5 separate regions of the Mus musculus genome follow, and regions 2, 3, 4 and 5 are each linked to region 1. The links are chromatin contacts, called in public Hi-C and promoter capture Hi-C maps. All regions are on one chromosome and are shown on one strand. Each heading gives the region's core, a stretch centred on a gene start, on an enhancer-like site or on the middle of the called end of the contact. The rest is flanking DNA. Distances are from core to core; before and after follow the strand shown. Region 1 holds the start of Cpsf3 (cleavage and polyadenylation specificity factor 3). Region 2 holds the start of Gdf7 (growth differentiation factor 7). Region 3 holds the start of Ifrd1 (interferon-related developmental regulator 1). Region 4 holds the start of Dld (dihydrolipoamide dehydrogenase). Region 5 holds the start of Rab10 (RAB10, member RAS oncogene family).

Evidence for each region. Promoter capture Hi-C pulls out the DNA fragments that hold promoters and counts their contacts. A called contact is a pair of places that touch in the nucleus more often than the background predicts.
Region 2: a promoter capture Hi-C map of cranial neural crest shows a contact between it and region 1. The contact joins the promoter of Gdf7 here to the promoter of Cpsf3 in region 1.
Region 3: a contact with region 1 is called in a promoter capture Hi-C map of pre-B cells. The contact joins the promoter of Ifrd1 here to the promoter of Cpsf3 in region 1. A contact is called at or near these places in 1 of 39 promoter capture datasets (pre-B cells) and 1 of 484 Hi-C or Micro-C datasets (CD8 T cells).
Region 4: a Hi-C map of B cells shows a contact between it and region 1, with 5 read pairs. The contact joins the promoter of Dld here to the promoter of Cpsf3 in region 1. A contact is called at or near these places in 2 of 39 promoter capture datasets (cranial neural crest and pre-B cells) and 1 of 484 Hi-C or Micro-C datasets (B cells).
Region 5: a promoter capture Hi-C map of pre-B cells shows a contact between it and region 1. The contact joins the promoter of Rab10 here to the promoter of Cpsf3 in region 1. A contact is called at or near these places in 4 of 39 promoter capture datasets (cranial neural crest, frontonasal cranial neural crest, pre-B cells and 1 more).

The regions. Positions count from the first base shown.
Region 1 is chr12:21,284,940-21,287,639 of GRCm38.p6, reverse strand. It overlaps Cpsf3 (cleavage and polyadenylation specificity factor 3), which reads right to left and starts at 1,343. Exons shown (of 18, transcript NM_018813.3): 1 at 1,096-1,343. The coding sequence starts at 1,145. Itgb1bp1 (integrin beta 1 binding protein 1) reads left to right here and starts at 1,356. Exons shown (of 7, transcript NM_008403.5): 1 at 1,356-1,534.
Region 2 is chr12:8,300,668-8,303,370 of GRCm38.p6, reverse strand. It overlaps Gdf7 (growth differentiation factor 7), which reads left to right and starts at 1,417. Exons shown (of 2, transcript NM_001312876.1): 1 at 1,417-1,804. The coding sequence starts at 1,438. It also overlaps a transcript of Ldah not described here.
Region 3 is chr12:40,221,796-40,224,495 of GRCm38.p6, reverse strand. It overlaps Ifrd1 (interferon-related developmental regulator 1), which reads left to right and starts at 1,307. Exons shown (of 12, transcript NM_013562.2): 1 at 1,307-1,627. The coding sequence starts at 1,540. It overlaps Mir1938 (microRNA 1938), which reads left to right and starts at 1,685; the gene lies at 1,685-1,784. It overlaps Gm7008 (predicted gene 7008), which reads right to left and starts at 1,132. Exons shown (of 3, transcript NR_045157.1): 1 at 943-1,132.
Region 4 is chr12:31,350,087-31,352,786 of GRCm38.p6, reverse strand. It overlaps Dld (dihydrolipoamide dehydrogenase), which reads left to right and starts at 1,316. Exons shown (of 14, transcript NM_007861.5): 1 at 1,316-1,486. The coding sequence starts at 1,448.
Region 5 is chr12:3,308,619-3,311,318 of GRCm38.p6, reverse strand. Rab10 (RAB10, member RAS oncogene family) reads left to right here and starts at 1,350. Exons shown (of 6, transcript NM_016676.5): 1 at 1,350-2,027. The coding sequence starts at 1,901.

The DNA of each region.
Region 1 (2,700 bases), core at 94-2,593:
ATTTCCAGAATGCGTGAGATCTGTCAGAAGAGTTTCCAACTGTTTTGAGACTCAGCACAGTGCTGACCTATACTCCTGAAACAGATGTCAAAATGAGCACTGAGCACGGTCACTGGTATCACTGCACTGCCCAAGAGCAAGCACTCCTCACAGTGAGTGCTTTTTTCCACATGAGGAAGTGGGTTCATTGAGGCTACTTCCGTATTAAACAGGAAGACTGGGTTTCAGGTCTGACACCAACGTAGCTGTCTATTTTCACAAACTCATTCCAGCACTCCCCACTTTACAATTTCACCAAAGGCGTGAAATCAATGAACTCAGCCCATGCCTGGTGATTTTGTTTGATATTTGCTTAGTGTATATAGGGAGATGACAGCATCACTTGGGTACATTCATTGGTAAGTGCTCAGTAAATCTTACTTTATGAGTGGGTAAAGGAGATAGTTTCCGGCCTTTGAAAATGTACACATTCATGTGGTGCCAAATAGTGTCTCATGCTGAACAACAACCACGTGTATTGGATGAGTCTCACCGCTCATCCAGTACGTTCTGCACCTTTAAATGTGTGAGGCAATTCTCTACAAAATATTCCAGAACGCCATTTCCACTAAAACCAATCTTTTATGGTGATTTAGCTCTTAATTTCTCGCGGAAACGCCTCAGCTTTCCCCTCTCCAATTTCCTCCTACCTTCTGCTAAGGTCTGAGCTCTCAAAGTACATACACCACGTCTTTAATTTCCCCGCCCATCTGAGCACGTGTAGGGTCCTGGAAAGGAGGCAGATGCAGTTCTTCCTTGCAGTGTCCTCTATCTGTCGGTTCCCTCAAGGCTTGCTCTGATGTACGAGATCCAGACTTGTGTTAATTGGCAACCCTTTCTTTATGAAAACACCCAATGACCTGGATTTTTTTTCCCCAAAATACCCTCCCCGAGACTGAAGGAAAAATGACATTCAACCTAGATAGCCCATCGATCAATGTTCTCCAAATCCCTTGAACCTGAGAGGCTGGACCCGCAGCTGCCTCCGCGGGGGTCCCTCCAGGCTCTCACACATACGGGGAGGGGGGCTCGCTCCCTCTCTAGCGCATCCCTTACAGGGGTCGGATCAGCAGCTGGTCGCTCTCCTCTGCAGGAATCGCAGACATCCTGGCAGTCTCAGGAGCAGCGTGGACCACGAACTCGTCGCCGCAGTCTCTAAATTCAAAGCACAGCTACTGCAAACCAAAGAAGAAAAAACCCCCACCACCAACACACAACTTCCGGCGCTCTAGCGTTCCCGGAGCTAGATTCGGCCCTCCAACTTCCGGTTCGAGAACGAGGTTCTTTAGGTTCCCGGAGGTGCGGTTAAGGAACTGGAGGCGCGGCCTAAAGACTGCGCCTGCGCATGATAGGGGCGTGGCCCAGCGGACCAGGGCAGGAAAACTGGCAAAGCCGGAGCTGGAATACGAACTGGAATAACCTACCGGCCGCCGCCGCTGGACCATCCCACACCCCGCGAGACCGGGGCGACCGGGGAACGAGCCGAGGAGGCGAGGTGAGAACCGGGCCTCGCCTCAGCCGGGCCAGAGGGTGCGGGTGTGTGGGGAGTACCCCGCAGCCCGCCGTCCTCCCATTCCCTCCACGTCCCGAGGCTGAGGCACCGACAGAGTGCAAACCGGGGAAAGGAAGAGGAGCTCGGCGCCCGGTCAGGGAGGGACCCGCGTTCCCGTGACAGGTCTACCGCCTGCCTCCCCGGGGACCAGGCTCCGCAAGACCCTGAGGCCTCCCTCTGCTTGTTGCTGCACCCAGGTGGGGTTGGAGTTAGCTGTCTACATCCTCACTTGTGCGAGGCATGTGTGCAGAGCTTTGGAAGCCTGATCTTGTCGGGGTCCCCAAGTAAACTTTGTGATGTGGGACAAGTTATTGAATCTCTGGCTTGGTTGACTCACGTGAATGCAGCTGGGCGTTCTCACTGCTCGGAAGGCTCCGATGACCCTAGGGACCGGCTGCTCCAGATGGGCCAGAGTGAGGGCTAGCGGTTTCTGGAGCATCTTGGCGACGTTATTGGATATCACCTCCTAGGGCAATTGTCAGAACCCTGTAACGAGTCCTCTTCCGCTATACTGTCTATCTACTGAGAACCAATTCAGCCTCGCCTTGCACTAGTTAGTTGAGGGAGTGGGAGTTTAAAGAAGAAGATGACATTTTAATGCTGTGATCTGATGTCTTTTAGTCCAACCTGAAAGTCCAAGGAAGGCTTTCTTTAAAAGGCCCGAAATAAGTTGTGCGAGGCAAGTAGTTGCCAAGGAACTTACAAAATGAGAGTTCTGTGGGAGGGAAAGTTAGATAGTATAAGAACATACAGGAGCTTAGAACCGCTCAGAACCAAAGTGGCTTTGCGTTCCTGAGAGATGTGTAGCTCATTGTTGAAGACAAGCTTGAGAGAGAGTGGTTGGAGAGCCCTGGGTGGGTTCTTGCTGGAGGGATTTGACCTTCCTTAGTCAAATCTTAGTAGTCAAATCTTAGTAGGACACCGGTGAACAACGGCCTAATAATACTGAGCTCTGATCTGTGTTTGAAAGAAATCATTGTTATCTTCTTTTCCTCCTCCTCCTCCTCCTCCTCCTTCTTTTTTTTTTTTAAAGATTTATTTATTATTATATGTAAGTACACCGTAGCTGTCTTCAGATGCACCAGAAGAGGGCGCCAGACCTCATCACG
Region 2 (2,703 bases), core at 168-2,667, about 13 Mb after region 1:
GCCCACCATCTGGCAACAGCAGGAAGGCCCTGAGTAGGGAGGCCAGCAGCACAGACCGTGGTCCAGGTGCACGCGTGCCTGCTATCCAGAGGGCGAGGTGGGAGTATAAGACTCCAACGCGGGAGCCTGGGCTATGTAGTTTATTAGGAAGAGGCTTTTAGATAGCACCTTGACCTGACTCACGGACCGGGCGTGGATTCTGAGTTTGGTATCCAGAACAATGCTAAAGTAATGGATTTGGGGTCCAGGCTTTTAAATCCCTTGGACAGTTGGTCTATTTTCTGGACATTCTTGCTCTGGGGTTTGTCTGAACTAAATCGACACACATGCTGGCGCCTTCCCCCCTCAGAGCAGGAGTGGGGAGGAAGTTAGCCAAACAAAAGTCCCAGCGTCTGTATGCTCAAGAGTCGCCCAGGCATAGACCAGAGGTGGCCCTTTCCACCCATGCTCATAGAGTGCTATAACCATGCTGGCATCCGAGCGCTATTCCATGGCTTTGCAACGCAGCCTCTGGGCTTGTGGTTGCACTCTTGCCTTTTGCTCTGAAGACCTTGAAGAAATGTGGTCACCTGCCCCACTCTCCCCTTTCCCCGGGCAAATTACTTTGCACATTCAAACCCTGAGACCTAATTTGAGTAGGATTCCGCTGGTCCCCGCCTTCCTAATTCATTAAACCCTTTAAGATTTCAGCTCCTGCTTTGGCTCAAGATGCCCACCCAAAGCTTTTCCGGTCCGTGCCCATCTGTACCCTCCAGCCACTCATCCTTCATCACAGATCCTCTCCCTTTCTCTGGCCTCCCACTGTTATCTTCAGAGGGCTGTGGACGGGAGAGGGTGGCATCCAAATGTGTATCGTAAGCATCCCTAGGAACTCCCTAATGAGCATCCATCAAGGGGGCGTACGGCGAGAAAGCTGGATGGGAGGGGCCCAGTCTTGACTTGGCCCGGGTCTGGCATCCCTAGCACTCACAAGATCACGCGGAGGGCGGTGTTTCTCCATGGAGGAGTCGGGAGGAAGCTGGGCGGGTACGCGAGACGCCCCATCTTCCAGCCAAGGAGTGCGCTGAGGTCTTGGGGCGGAGGGGGGTGGGGGCTCGTAGTACCTTCGGGAGGGGAGGCGGGGCACCGCGTTGTGGCAGGAGCCTCGGGCGGATGGCCTTCTCTTGGCAAGGACAAGGACCAGGCACTACAGCAAGGGGAGGCGACTTCTACCCTGCACTGCGCGATAGGCCTGAGTTGGGGGGCTCAGCGCTGCGGGTTGAACGTTCAGCAGGGGGCGCTGCTCCGAGCGCTGGGCGGGGGTGGGGTGGGAGAGGAGGGGGGCAGCGGCTTGCTGCGCACACTTCCCCCATTATTAAACACTATGTTCAAAAGGCGTCGGGGGACTTCCCGGAGCCACGGAGCCCGTGTCGCGCGGCCGGCCGGCCCAAGGAGCCCATGGACCTGAGCGCTGCCGCCGCGCTGTGTCTCTGGCTGCTGAGCGCTTGCCGTCCCCGCGACGGGCTAGAAGCTGCCGCGGTGCTCCGAGCGGCGGGGGCTGGACCAGCCTGGAGCCCCGGGGGCGGCGGCGGCGGGCGGACCCTCGCCCGGGCTCCAGGCCCTTCAGCTCTCCAGGCCGCTGCGGTTCCGGGTCCCCGAGCTGTGCGCCGCGCTGCGGGTTCTGGCTTCAGGAACGGCTCGGTGGTGCCACACCACTTCATGATGTCGCTTTACAGGAGCCTGGCGGGGAGGGCTCCGGTCGCGGCAGCTTCAGGGCACGGGCGTGTGGACACAATCACCGGCTTCACAGACCAAGCAACTCAAGGTACTTTACGCGTCTTCTGCGCACCAGCCCATCCCGTCTACTCTTGACTGGAGACGAGCCGGGGGAGGCAAGCCTCTGCCCGATTCGATCCTGAACTATGATCCCTATAGTTATCCTCAGGTGCTGGAGAGAAAAAGTTGTCTTCGAAGTCATTGTTCACGAACCCCTAAGCCAGTCAAGGCTTGGTCTCCGAGGGCTAAGGGAGTGGGAGCCGCTCTTCAGAACAGGCTGGCAGGTTCCCCTCAAGCCAAGCGGAGCTCAAGATCCGCTTCTTTGGGGGAAGGGTCTAGTGTAGCCTTGGGCCTGGAGCCCTGGGAGAAGAAAGAAGGGCAGGAGTTGTGGCCTTTGAGTTCCCGCCAAGAGGGACGAGAGCAGTGATGGTAGTGCCTTGTGTTCAGCGGGGGACTGGGGACTATACACAAATTGAAGCTCAGGGGAATTCAGGGTAGAGCAGCTGGTATCCAATTAAAGTCATGGCCTCTCGGTATCAGAAGGACCCCTCTCAGGCAGGCCGTTTCGGGTGGATGGTGGCTTGTGTATGGGAAGAGAGTTTGGGTGCCTGCCTTCCTTCTGTGACAGTAGGCCCCAGCAGCCAGAGTCCAGGGCCTCGGCTTGTGTGGGGAGAAAAGGGATGGTTGGAGCTCAAACATCACATTTTACCCTGTGTAGGGCCCTCCAAAGGTAGGATGTGGGTGGGGTTGTGGGGTGGTTGTAGTATGTGTGTGTCATCTGGCTTTTATTAATCTCCATTGAAGTCATTAAAGCAGACAGATAGGGAAAATTTAACTAATTTCAGGCGGAAATGCAAGTAATTTTGGCTTCAATTCTGCCCAGCCAAAGATCTAGCTTGGAAATCAGGAGGGAAAGGAAGGCAAGTAGGGCTGAAAAGTGAGGCTAGG
Region 3 (2,700 bases), core at 58-2,557, about 19 Mb before region 1:
AGCCCTGTACTGGAAACGAAGACCAGTTGAGTTCAGGAGAAGAACAAGATATCTAGAAAGCAGTGAGAGAGGCTAGGTTAGGAGGACTGGCAGTCTGTGAGGTTCTGGAACAACTATAAACATAGGTGGATTAGTCAAACAAGACACTTGAGTAAATAATCAGCCTTCCTGGGCATGAAACATTGAAATGGGTGACCTGGTATGAACTGAAGCTATGTATGGCTAGAGATCAAGATACAGCCCTGAGTTTCATTTTAAAATCAATTGCTGGGGGGGGGGCACTATGAACAAACTGAATAAATTACGGTGAATAAATTACAGAATATGGGGGAAGATAATATATTAACTATTAAGAATATGGCAGTAAAGAAAAGGAGAGAAAAATTTAAGTTGGCTTAAGGTACAAGAGGGACATTAAGACGGAGAAAGACTTACTATCATCACTTGAAATAGAATGAAGCCGAGGTGAGAGGTGGAGTGCAGAGTGAGTCACTTGCACGAGTCAGTGAGTTTGTTCTGTCATATGGACAGTATAGGAACCTACTAGCAGCTCCTGAAAACAGGACTGGGTGTTGCGACACGGAAAACAGATCAACGGGAGCACCTTGAGAAAATAAACCCCTTTGCGACTGTTGATATAACTCATGTATGTTTTGCCAGCTGCGAACTTCTCATAAACTCTTATCCCAAACTGACCTCCAAACTGGCAGGTGGAATCAAGGTCACATCTTTGTAAGAAAATCTGAGACTGAATCATCAGTCTCGTTATTTGAGATATTAGTCTAGAATATGAGGTCCACGAACAATACAAGTTGAAGTAGCTGAAAGCATACTTTTTTTGGAGGGTGGGGAGCCCACGTCCCTAAACCCACAGGAGGGTATGGTTGTGCTTGGACAGGGGCCTCATATTAGCAGGGGAAAGGTTGTTACACGTGATCTTACAAGCTGACGTTCATCAAGCTGCATAACTGCCGCATGGCTCATCGCGGTGACTACCCGGGTGAATTCCAGGGCGGACGCCTCGTTGGGACGAGGTCACGACGCAATCGGACTGGGAGGAGCCCGGAGAAGGCCGCGCCCTCTCGCTAACTACATCTCCCAAAGCTCCACGCGGCCCTAAGGCATAGCAGCCCAGGCACCGAGGGCAGACTGAGGCTCTGGGAATGGGAGTCCGAATGCAGGCACCGCCCCAGTGGACGCCGCGGTGGGGAGATCTGCAGCGATTGGCCAGCGAGCGATGGAGGCCCGCCCACGCATGGTGACGACAAGCCGCCGTCTGGCTACTTAAGGCGTCGTGGTCTGGCCACCCCGCCTTCGCTCCCGCGCTAGAGAGAAACATGTATCGTTTCCGCTCGCAGCTCTTCACGGGGATTTCTGCTGCTGCTGCTGCCGCTTCTCACCCGCGCCGCTCCTCGCCTCTCTTGTTAGCCCGAGACTCGCCTCTCAGCCGCCCGCCGCACAGACGCACGAGTAGACAGTGCAGCTCCATCGGCTGATCCTCGCTGAGCTCCAAGTGTAGGCGGCACCGGGCGGCCCACGATGCCGAAGAACAAGAAGCGGAACGCTCCCCACCGCGGTGGCGGGGGTGGCGGCGGCTCCGGGGCAGCGACGTCGGCGGCCACGGCAGGTGAGGGGTGTCCCCACGCCCGGGAGCCGGCTGGCCGGCCGAACGGGAGACCCCGGCCTGGGGCGCGGTGGGACTTGTAGTTCGGTCTTCGCTTCGGACGCCCAAGTCTGCATAGCGCGTGGTACGGCTGAACTGCAGTTCCCATCATGCCCTGGGACTCGCGCTTCTTGAGCTGGCACGCGGGAGCAGTGCTGGAGCTCCGGCCCTGGGGGCGGGGAGAACTGGGACCTTGGGCCGGAGGGAGAGTCAGAATAAGGGTGACCAGGACTTGGCGTTCTTCCTAGACGTCGCTGCCTGCTGTCCGGTTCTTTATCGAGCTAGAGATGGGGCGGAGCGCCGGTGGCTTGCCGCTGTTGCGCTGCCTGTGGCGCTCCCTCCAACATGGAGTTCTCGGGAGTGTCAAACGTCCAGCGGGCTTGGACCGGCTTTTGCGTCACGAGGCCTGAGCTTTGCGTGATGGGGCCAGGGTGACGCAGAGGCACGAGTGGCTTCCATCCCGCTGTTTTCCTGCGCGTCTCGCAGGTCCTCTAAGGCGGGGTAGAGGCGTCGGAAGCCATGGCCACCGCCCCACCCTTAGCGTGGCTTCCACTCCTAACCCGGTACCTGCAGAAACCGGGAGCCCCCGCAGCCCTTGTGCTGCCAGCCTAGCGACCGCGTTCTCCTTTGTGCTGCATTCTATAGGTTCCATGCAGTGATAAGAGGTGGTGAGAAGCCGAGGTTGCAATTGGCTGGAAAGTTAGGGATAAGTTTTTTTTTTTTTTCCTTCCATGCTAAGACAAAGCTTTTTCTGGATGGTTAATTGCTGAACTGAATGTACGATTCTCTTAACATATGGTTGAGAAGAAAAAAAAATGATTGCAGCCGAAGGTCCCTTCTACAAGACTGCACACAAGACATAAGTCGAGTAGTATTGAAATGGGTAGTCATCTCACTAAGTAATTGTTAAGATTATGGAGTTGAATATTGGAATGCCCCCAGTCGTTCCACACCAAGATAATAGCCATTAGGTATTTGTTGACCTAGCTACTACTCTTTGATCATTCGAATGATATTAGAAAAGTAAATGACCAGTT
Region 4 (2,700 bases), core at 67-2,566, about 10 Mb before region 1:
TTCTGAATACCCATCTGTCCAGCTGAACAATCTCTTATCTTATGAAAGGGGAAAACAAGGGCTTAAGATGTAACTCAGGTGAAGAATGCTTGCCTGGTATACTAGAAGCTCTGGGTTCCGTTCCCAGCAATCAGCAACACATGGTGGTGGGCACCTGTAATCCCAGCACTCAGGAGATGAAGGCAAGAGGACTATAAATTCAAGGTCATTCTAAGCTCTATATTGAGTTTGAAGCCAGTCTGGGACACATGAGACACTCTCTCAAGAAACCAAAAAGGGGTTGTGGTGGTGATTAATATTTGGTAACAGCTAGCTTTCGTCATAACATTAAAAAATCATTTATTCATGTCTTTTTCCTTCTAAATGGGCATAGATAGGTAAGAAGTAATATTCATCTAATCCCTAACTCTATGGAGTTCAGTACAGTGCCTGGGCTGTAAACTTTTGAGAAGTATAGAGTTAAGGTTTAAACTAGAGACTGTTATTACAAAGTGGTATCAGACCTTAAATCTCTGTGCTCAATTTTTTTTTTTTTTTTGTTTTTGTTTTTGTTTTTCGAGATAGGGAGCTCTGGCTGTCCTGGAACTCACTCTGTAGACCAGGCTGGCCTGGCCTCGAACTGAGAAATCTGCCTGCCTCTGCCTCCCGAGTGCTGGGATTAAAGGCGTAGCCCACCACGCCAGGCTCTGTGCTCAATCTTATAGACAACAGTTAGCAATCTTTTAGGTGCACTCTCAATGAAAACCTAACACCTCACCCACCATCCCAACCCTTCTAGTTTCTTCTACAAGGGAGGCGTGCTTTCAAAATACAAAAATAGAAGGGAGCTTGTTTTCTATACTTTTTGTTAGCGCAGTTTTCAGAACAGGATGTTGGTGAAGAAAGGTTCAAGCCTATCCTTTCCATTGCCTTCGAGAACAGAGATTGTAAACCAGCCGTTAAAATCAAAGCCTTTGTTCGTAGAGCTGCAGTTACCTCTCCTTTGCTTTCTTTAACCTCTCAGGGCTCCATCCAGAAAATGCAAACAGTTCATACGGTTTTTGTAAAGCTAGATAAAGCCTACTGCCCACGAATATCTAGCACAACCATAAGCTTGTCAAGTTGTCAAACTTTTCTTCCTTTCCTATTTAAACTTTACTTTCTGTGGGCTTTACTGAAGAAACAACATTTTTATTTATCTAGTTCGTCTTTCAAGGATAATTTGCAACTCTACTCCAGTCATTTGAGCAACAGTTCTCCAATTCCCCAGCTGCCACAAAGCGCAGCGCCCTTCACGACAGCGCACGACGAAGCGACCGGAAAGCCTCTGCCTTTCGGGCCAATCGCGCTGCTCCTCGGCGATGACGTATATGTTGCGCAGGCGCAGGGTGGGGAGACCTTGGATAAGTCTTACCAGGCGTTCAGCGGAGGTGAAAACCCCTGGTTGGAGGGACGGGACCGAGGGACGATGCAGAGCTGGAGTCGTGTGTACCGCTCCTTGGCCAAGGTGAGGGCGGCCCGCGAGGGGATGATGCTGGACCACAGGCACTTAGACGCCCGCTGTGGGCCCGGACGCGGCCTGCCGCCGGGAACCGCCGCGGCCCCGCCTCTATGCCGGCTCGGTGCGGCCTCCCGAGGCAGCGGGGAGCGCGAGCCCGGGCTCGGGAGGGCCCTGCTGCGGAATGACTGCCCGCAGCCCCACACGACCCGGACGCTGGTCCAGGGGCCTGGGCCCTCCCCCAGTTTCGGGGAGGAGTAAATGACCCTTGCCACGCGCGGCCTGCCCCTTCCTACCTTTCGCCTCATCCTAATGACCCGGGGGGTGGCCTACTCTCCTACGGCGGGGAAGTAACCTTGAGGCCCGACTGGCCCAGACGTGGTCAGCTCCAACACACCGTCCCGCGAGTTCCTCCTCCAAGGATCTGTTTTCATTCACGTCTCTAAACTAGTGCACCCTGCCATCAGTCAGGCCCTGGGGCTTATAGTTTTAATTGCAGCGGTTTGTCGTCCAAACAACTTTCCCATTTCACCTGCCAATTGACAGCTGCCAAATTGAATGTATGAGGCCTAGTGGCAGGGTAGCAGGATAACTTTAGGGACAATACAGAAATGAGACTCTTCACGGCTGAGCCGTCTGTGTCTTTAAAAGTTAATGTAACACGCAAAATGTCACTGTTTTAGGGAGAAGGTGAGCCGCGTCTCTCAGTACAGACAGTTCTTTGTTCCTCTTTGGTTGGCATATCTTGATCTCAGGTGCAGAAGTTGTCTTCAAGTAAAAAACCTTGCTGCATCAGAGTATATTGTCGCTGCTGTCCATTGCTTACTCGCTGTGATAGGAGCTGGAAGTGTGCTTTCTTTATGTGGCCCTGGCCTTAGGAAATGGTAGTCACACTGCTTAGAGAGTGTGAGATTATGATGCAATTTGTGGGACTTCCAGAATGTGAGGCCACTCCGTTGTTGGTACATTTTCCTAGTCCAGTTGGTGGCTTAAGAACATCTTTATAGATCTTATAAGTGATTACAGACTGTTAAGTAGATTTGTTAGGAAGCAGAATGACAGATGAAATGAATATCATTGAAATACTTAAATACCTGAATTCAAAGTTTTGGGATTTTAATTAGAATACTAAACTGATCCTTGGCAATAAAATTAACAATGCTTTCTGAAGTTTTAATAAAACTGTAAGCCATTAAATATATTTTTATTAGATTTAATATGAA
Region 5 (2,700 bases), core at 101-2,600, about 18 Mb after region 1:
AAACTAAAACCAATCAGAGAATCAACTGGGAGATGGTTTAGAGAACACAAACACCTTCAAAGGCTTATGGGTGTTTAGAAGGAGGACAAGTCTTTGAAGAGCATGATCACATCTAAGATGGTCAGAAAAGAACATGATCAAAGGCTTTACTTACACATGAAATGCACATGTTGGTGATGGCGAGGTGTCTGCCAAAGTGTAGCTTATTTTTATTTAATATGCTTATATATTTGTTATATGCTAATTAGTTATGTGTGTGTGTATATAAAATTTACCTAAATAAAAATCTCCTTATTGGTGAATCAGCTCATCAGGTTCAACCATTCTACCATCACATTCTGCGGGTGCTGGAGCATACTTAGAAAGGTAAGTTAGAAATTTGCTTATTTCGACTATAGAAAGGAAGAAAAGGGAGGTGTAAATAAAACTGATAGGGAGAGAGGGAAAAGGGACAAAACTAGAGAAAAGACATGGCACAGGTGTGGTGGAGTTACCCCACCAGAGTAGCCCTCAGGAGGCTGAGACTGGAGATTCATGAATTGGAAGTCAGTACTGGTGTACAGACTTTGCAACAAAACAACCAACCTACAAACAAGTGAAAAGCAAGGAAGAGATCGGTTGGGATGGGGCAGGCTTTCAGATTTTCGATTTGGTGGTACAACTTTGGCTACAGTGACCGCCCGCCTTTTCTGAATAGAGCGCTTCAGCTCCCGGGATTCCAAGGGCTGCTTAGGCCCGAAGCAGCAAAGAAGCTTCCATTCGCAGGGAGGTTCTCCCCGCACCCGGGGTTCCTCAGGCCGATGACATCATTCCAACCCCAGGAGCGCTGCGCCTTTTTCAGTTTGGAATCCCGGCTCTATCAACTCTAGCTTCTTAAGGAGACCAGGTTGTCAGGACCAGCCCACAAGCGGGATCTCTTCTGGAGATGTCCGGGTTTAGTAAGGAGGTTCCTGAGTGGCCCAGAGCACTTCTTTCTCTCTCATCTATATGAACTATACACACACACACACACACACAGCCAGCCACGCCCGTCGCTGGGCTAACATCCTTAGCTCCTCAACAGGATACTGAGAGGGAGTAGAGGATTCCAGCAGTCAGCTGGGCGCCCCGGAAAAGGCAAGGGAGGGAGGGCAGGAGCTATACGGACGTAGTGCGCCTGCGCAGTTCCCGGGCCGCACCTCCCCCGCGGGGCGTGTTCGTCAAGCCGCTCACCCAATCAGGAGGCCGTAGGGAGCGCGCCCGCGGCCTCGCCCCCTCTGGTCCCGCCTCCGCGTGCCCTACTTGCCCGCCCGCGCGCGTGCGCAGAGGCGGGCCGCAGGGGCGAGGGCGCGAGAGAAGGGCGGGTGTACGTCCTTGCGTGCGTCTCAGGCTGCGCGCACGCCGGCGTGAGAGGGCACGGGGAAAAAGGTGGCTCTGGCCGGGGCGGCTCTGTTTCCTGGGGTTATGTAGCAGGGCTTGTCGGCTCGCGAGACCTCCCGCTGCCCTCGCCCGTGTCCTAGCGCGGGGTTTCTGCTCCGGGCGGAGGCCGTGTTCAAGCCCGCCGCGCTCCCTCGACGTAGAGCTCGCTCGTCCGCCCGTGGGAGCGTCCCGGCCGAGCTGCGCTGAGGGGGGAGGGGAGGCCATTTTGTCCCGACCGACTCCCCGGAACCGGGCGGAGCGGCTGGGAGAGGCTGCGGAGCCGCGGGCGCCGCCCCTCGGAGGCACGGGCGCCGCCACCGTCGGGGCTTCCTCGACGAGGCCGTTCGGAAGGTCTCCTGCTCCGTCTCGAGAGCTGCTTTCTCCTTCCGCACACGCTACCCGGCTGCTGCGGCCCCAGAACGCCCGGGTGAGGAGTTGGTTGTAGTGAGCAGTTCCGATCCCTTGGGGCTACCGGCGGCGAGCGCCCGAGCCGCTCCTCCCAATGGCGAAGAAGACGTACGACCTGCTTTTCAAGCTGCTCCTGATCGGGGACTCGGGAGTGGGCAAGACCTGCGTCCTTTTTCGTTTTTCGGACGATGCCTTCAATACCACCTTTATTTCCACCATAGGTAAGACCTGTGGGAGGATGGTGTGGGGGCTCTGTAGCCGCGAGCCGTTTTCTTTTATTCCAGACATCTTGCTTCCCGGAATTTACGCCTTTGTTCCAGTGATTCCGATTCCAGACGACAGACCTAAGTTACTGTTGGAATCGGAATAGCCTTACTGGGGCGGGGTCTTCCCATGCTTACCATCCGGTCTCAAGTCTCCTTCTCTGTTCGGTGCCTTCTGGCACAAAATATGCAGCATTTAGCAGCGTTCCAGAATCCGGTTTCTTTAAGTGACTTGCCTGGCCTTACCATAATTGCATGAAGTTACTTGATGTGCTATTTGTAATAGACGTAATTTAGTGGTTGGGATTGAAGCAGTACTGGCTATGTGGCAAAGGCCCGAATTGGGGGTCAAAGAGAAAATATTCTATCTGACTGTAACTTGGAGTAAACTTGAGAGTTGCAGAATCATTAAGGAAAATGAGAGGGGCGGGGGAAAGTGAGTTGGCTGTCTTGACTGAACCATTGATGTGTCAAACAATCGGAGGCCCTTCGTGCTTGGGGTGGGAATCTGGCATGGTTGGCTCACAGTGCTTTTTCAAGACCTCAACGAAGCAGATGGACGGTTTCTGTTTTCAACCCAATGGAATCAAGTCAAGTTCTAATGTTTTACTTGATGTTAGAATTTACAGGA